Linked DNA regions of Macaca mulatta: region 1 is linked to region 2. The links are chromatin contacts, called in public Hi-C maps. All regions are on one chromosome and are shown on one strand. Each heading gives the region's core, a stretch centred on a gene start, on an enhancer-like site or on the middle of the called end of the contact. The rest is flanking DNA. Distances are from core to core; before and after follow the strand shown. Region 1 holds the start of ERN1 (endoplasmic reticulum to nucleus signaling 1). Region 2 overlaps ERN1 (endoplasmic reticulum to nucleus signaling 1).

The links. A called contact is a pair of places that touch in the nucleus more often than the background predicts.
Region 1: a Hi-C map of blood shows a contact between it and region 2, with 2.9 times the contacts expected there. The contact joins the promoter of ERN1 here to the enhancer-like site in region 2. A contact is called at or near these places in 7 of 14 Hi-C or Micro-C datasets (CD4 T cells, blood, fetal cortex germinal zone and 3 more).

Annotation. Positions count from the first base shown.
Region 1 is chr16:74,034,873-74,037,636 of T2T-MMU8v2.0, reverse strand. It overlaps ERN1 (endoplasmic reticulum to nucleus signaling 1), which reads left to right and starts at 1,265. Exons shown (of 22, transcript XM_077972437.1): 1 at 1,265-1,522.
Region 2 is chr16:73,956,245-73,959,109 of T2T-MMU8v2.0, reverse strand. ERN1 (endoplasmic reticulum to nucleus signaling 1) reads left to right here. Exons shown (of 22, transcript XM_077972437.1): 17 at 1-28. Among named protein-coding and RNA genes, the nearest start is that of ICAM2, 27 kb to the right of the region's middle. Within about 2 kb of position 1,514, at least 5 of the 40 cell types and tissues checked have an H3K27ac peak or open chromatin away from gene starts, as enhancers often do. A contact at or near this core is called in CD4 T cells and blood, where this site is marked.

The DNA.
Region 1 (2,764 bases), core at 16-2,515, 79 kb before region 2:
ACAGTTGCCAAGATTCTTCCCACTCTTACAGAGATGCGTTGGAGTCTCCAGCATGCTGTAGGGATTAGTCCCTTCATTGTAATCCAGGCCTAGGGGGTTAGGAATGGGGAGCTCTATTTGCAGGATTTGGACTTATTATCATTTTGGTCTGTTTTAGTTGGATAAGACTGACCACAATGCACACAGACTGGACATTTGGCCAGTCCCCCACTACTATTGTGTTGTTTTGTCTAGAATTGCTTATTCTTTTCCTTCAAATTAGAAAAATCTTAGGCTCTCATATGAGCAAGTCAGGAAAAATTAGAGAATGTCATAGCCCTGTTTTCTTTTTCCCCTAGGATAAGTTAGATAACTTTCCTTGGGCTCCAAATCTCAGTTTACTCTCTTTCCTTGCAAAAGACGTGTCCTCCCTCCCCATGTCCCTCTCAGTGGAGGCCAGTGCCAGTGACCAAAAAGCTGCCGAGCTCTTTAACTCTAATTAGTAGTCCACACCCTCACACAGACCTTGCAGGAGGCCTCAACCCACCCACTCCCTCCAACGAGTTGTGACGCAGGCCATCTCAAACTTCACATCCACACGTGTCACATCAACGCACGTGACACAAGTGGCCGAATTGGTTTCCTCCTTATAATTTTTGGTGAGTGACTTGGCCGTGGTTCATTCCAAACGGAACTGATGGCTGTTGGATGTGACTTGAGGGGAATTCCTGAGGGCAAGGAAAAGGAAGAAAGAGGCCCTGGAGGAGACGAGGCACAGCTGGAGAACCCTAGGGCTGTGAACACTGCGACTGCCTGCCCCGCGGGGCAGCTGCGCCGTGTTTGCTGGAAGCCTCCGGTAGCTGCTGAAACCTTCGCTCCAGAGGTCGCCTCAGTAAACCTCGCCGATGAGTCCACCACGGCGGAAAGACGAAAAGGGGGCTTCTAGGCACCCTGGACCGCCCGTGTCCCGCCCTTTTCCCCGATGAAGTCTGACGCGGCAGGTCCCTTGGCAGGGTTAATGGGACCACCTGGTGGGGCAATGCCGGTCTTTCCCAGCCACAGACAAGCTTCGCGCCTCGATCACCCAGCGCCCCCAGACGCTGGATGCCGAGGCCTGGTCCTTCATAGCCGCCGCCGCCTCCTCAGGAGCAAAGCCAGCCAGATGCCAGCACCGCCTTCGGCCCCGCCCCGAGCCAGCCCCTCCCACACCCCCTCCCGGGACACGCCCCCGGCCCGCCCTCATCCCCGCCCCCATCTCCGCCCCAATCACGCCCCTGGGTTGGCCCCGCCCCGTCCCCGCCCCCAACCCCGCCCCGACCGGAAGAAGCCGAGGCACCCGGCGCTTATAGGGCCGGGAATGGGGGTGCCGCCGTCGCCTAGTCAGCTCTGCGTCCGCTGAGGCTAGGTCGCCGCCTCGCTGTCGTCGCGGCGCCCCCGCCCCGTCCTCTGTCCGTACCGCCCCCGGAGTCAGGGCCGAGTCCTCGCCATGCCGGCCCGGCGGCTGCTGCTGCTGCTGCTGACGCTGCTGCTGCCCGGCCTCGGGGTGAGTGACCCGGGAGCGTGGGGTGGAGGACAGCTCGCGACGGCCGGGTCGGGGCCGGGGCAGCGTCGCGCCGGCCGTCGGGGCTGGAGTCCGAGCTGGGAGCGTGGCGGCGGCCAGAGGCCCCGTGCGCCCCGCGGAGGGAGGCTCGGGCCGGGAGTAGGAGGCGGCGCCGGGCCGGGAGAGCTTCCCTGACTGGAGTCGCGGCCCCACCGAGGTGTCGGCCGCCCGAAGAGCCTCCCAAGCCAGCGCGGCTGTCACGGGCAGCGGCTCCCCGGACCCCGCAGGCTCGGGCGCAACTTCGTGGCGCCCTGGACGGCACCTGGGGGTCCCAGAGGGCCCCGGCCTGGGGAGGCCGCCCACCTGCGGGACCCTCCTTCTCGCGGGTGGGCGCCGGCGCTGCCTGGCGGGGGCCGCGGGAGGAGCCGAAAGGGCGCTGGGATCCAGGGGAAGGGTCTGTCCTGCGCTTCGAATCTGTGTTTGAACTTTTTAAAAATTCGAAAACTTTGGGGAACGAATGCAACAGGGAGTAAGGACTCTCACCCCAGAGCTGGCTTCTGCCACTTGCCCTGCCGGTTTCTTGGTACTGGGAGGCTCCAGGCTTCCTTCTGTGCACCGAGACTTCCTTGAGCAAGTGGAGCTGTGGGAAGTGCACTCTTGGAAGATCCCGCATGGGTTCGAGGTGAGGCTGCTTCAGAAGCTCAAATGAAAGACTGTCTCCTCGTGGGAGAGCACCTGGGGTCATCAGAAATGTCTTTTCATCTTTTTTCTGGAGGAGACGAATGATAGGGCCTGGTTTACATTCATTTAACTATTTATGACCTTCACTCAGCTGTGGATTTGGAGACATTTTGTGGGAGACTTGGCTTTTTTTTTTTTTTTTTTTTTTTTTCTGGTTGGAAGAACCTAAATTAGCGAGTGTTTTTCACAAAATGTATTGTTCAGGATGTGAGCATGGCAAATGTGTCCGTGTTTTGTTTAATGACCTCTTTAAACGTACTGTGTACTCTTTAATAGGGATATCATGTACCAAGTGTTCCAGTAGAACACTGACATGTGTGTGCCTGTGTGCCAGCCACTGCGTGAACTCTGGAGGTTTTGCATTTTAGGTAAATAACTGTCTGTACTCTTGGAGTAACAAGAATTTGGAAACAGACGAAGTAAATAAATAAGGTCACCTTTTTCAAATTGGGGTTTTTGTTTTTTTTAAATAAAGGAAAATTTGTAGACACTTTCTTTATAATA
Region 2 (2,865 bases), core at 265-2,764:
GCTGAGCGAAGACTGTAAGGAGAACCCTGTGAGTAATAGGCTATGGCCCTTTGAAAACTACAGAACCAGCCCATTGTATCTTCAGGAGTAGAACCTTTAAATTCCAGGTTCGGGGGCTGATGCCCGTGTAGCTGGAGAATGGCATTCCTTTCACCAAGGCTTCTGTATGAACTTTCTATGTCATCTCATGTTCAGATGATTAAAGGGGCAAATGTGGGCAATTATCTATTTTTTTCCCCTATTCTTCCAATTACTTGTTTTTTTGTTTGTTTGTTTTGTTGGTTGGTTTTTTGTTTGTTTTTTTGTTTGTTTTTGTTTACTTTTGTTTTGAGACAGAGTCTTACTCTGTCACCCAGGTTGGAGTGTAGTGGCGTGATCTCAGCTCACTGCAACCTCCACCTCCCAGGTTTGAGCGATTCTCCTGCCTCAGCCTCCTGAGTAGCTGGGATTACTGGTACCTGCCACCACACCCAGCTAAATCAATCACTTTTTAACCCCTTTTTAATTTTGGTAAACTGGGAAGTCAGGACTTGCACAGCGTGAGCAAACTTCAAGTTTTCATTATTTTTAAATTTTTTTGTTTTCTCAACTTATTTTGATAATTTTTAGACATAAAGAAAATTGAAAGAAAAAAAAATTTTAGAGGTGGAATCTCGCTATTTTGCCCAGGCTGGTCTTAAACTCCTGGGCTCAGGTTTAGCCTCCCAAAGTGCTGGGATTACAGACATGAGCCACAGCGTCTGGCTGAAAGAATGTTAACATGAATACCTGTGTACCTCCACCTAGATTCAACGTTTGTTAAAACTTTTGCCACGTTTGCTTTATCTTTGCCTATTACTGAACCATTTGAATATAAGTAGCAGGCATCCTGACCCTTCACCCCTGAAGACCTCAGCACGTGTCTCCTAAGGAATACATTGTGTTTCCAACCACAATACCATTATCCCACCTCAACAATTAATACTGTTTCTATCCATCATCTCATATTCAATCCATATTCAAATTTCCCCAATTAGTCCCCAAATGTCTTTTATAGAGCTGCGTATTTAGCTACCTACTGGGTTCGACACCTACTGGGTTTTGTATACCAGGATGGAATCAAGTGTCTTGCATTACATTTGATTCTGTCTCTTGGAATTTACACATCTTTCCACCTATATTTTGTTCCATGTTGAAGTTCCATTTTGAAGAGTCCAGGCAGTGGGTTATAAAATGCCCCATTCTGATTTATTTACTTGTTTCCTCATGACAACGTTGAACATTTCTCTGTATTCCTCGTATTTCCTGGAAACCAGAAGTCAGGTGTAGAGGCTTGATTAGGTTCAAGTTAAATGTTTTTGGCATGAGTAGATCACAGGTCTCTGCATCAGGAAGCATGTGATGGCAGATTGTATCTGTAAGATCGTATCTGTAAGATTGTTATCGCCTCCTCTTAGTGATGCTACAGCTGATCTCTCTATCATAAGGGTTCATTTCCTCCTCTGTTGTTAGTATTTGGGGTGATCCTTCAGCACAATGTGATATCCTGTTTACTGACAGTCACTCACGCAGTGGTTTAGCATGTGTTGATCACCCTTGCCTGAAGTACTCAGTTCAGTAGAAATTCTTCTGCGTTATTAGCTGACATTTTTCTGTAAAGCAGAGCTTTCTTTTCACTTTCTTCTCTCTCTCTCTCGTTTTTTTTTTTTTCTTGATCACTATGGGCTCAAGGATTTTGAAACTAATGTTATAATCCATTTTCATCCTTTTTTTGTTATTTACTTCTTTTGATACACAAATTGTTCCAAATTTGGTCAACCTGGAACCCCTTCAAGCTGGCTTCTGCATCCATTTGCTAGGAGTGCACTCACATTTGAGCACCTTATTCTAGCACAGGTCGCTGAGGCTCACCTTGGACACTGCCCGATGGAGACCTGGATGGGTCAGCCATCTTGAGTGGATTAGATATGGTCCTCTCTTACCCAGCTCACTGGGGACCAGCAGCTGGTCAGTTCATCAAAGAAGTCAGTTACAGCGAAGAATCATAAAAACACGTACACACGCCGTAACACTTAATTTTAACTTAAAGCAAGTAATATAAGCCCTTAAGTCACAGAAATCTTGTACTGTAGGCTAAGGTCTTTTCAGATTTGGGTCTGACTGACTGGAGTCCTCATTTTCCAGCTTGCATTAAGCACACTCCTGTGCCACTTCTGCATGGAGGCTTGGACACTTCAAACACTTCCTAAGCGATTTGAGAGCAGAAGCCTGGTTTTTAACGCTTCGTGACCCAGTCCCTTACGGTTGAGTCCACCACACCGAATGCCGCAACAGCTCTTGTAACCATTCCCTTTCCTTTGTGGAGTCTTTCTAAAGATTCAGCTTACCTCAAAATTCGTGGCACTCATGTTTGACAGCTTATGGAATATTCAAATTACAAGGACAAGTGGCAATAATAAGTTTGGGAAAGAACATAACTGGGGCCAGGGAGGTTGGAAAGATGCCTCTTCACGTCAGTGTTGACTATGCTGGGACAGCAGGTGGCACAGAGTGTAGGGGGCGTGGGAGACCCGGAGAGCTCTGGGAATCAGGGGCGAGCTCCAGCCGTGGTGGCCATGTTCCTCCCGTCCTGAATCCAGCGCCTTCCTAAGGGAAAATCTGGTGAGGTGGAATAAAGCATGGTAGGTTTGGAGATTGGAAGACCTGAATGCCATCCTGGTTTGTCACATCCAGCAGTGACCCTGAGCTTGTCATGCAACCTTTCTATCCACATTCTTATCTGGGGATGAAAGTATTTGCTCTGCTCACCTCACAATGTTGTTGTGAGGCTGAGAGTGCTGTGTTGTTCAAGGTGTGTCTCCTCCAGCATGGAAGGCGATGAACCCC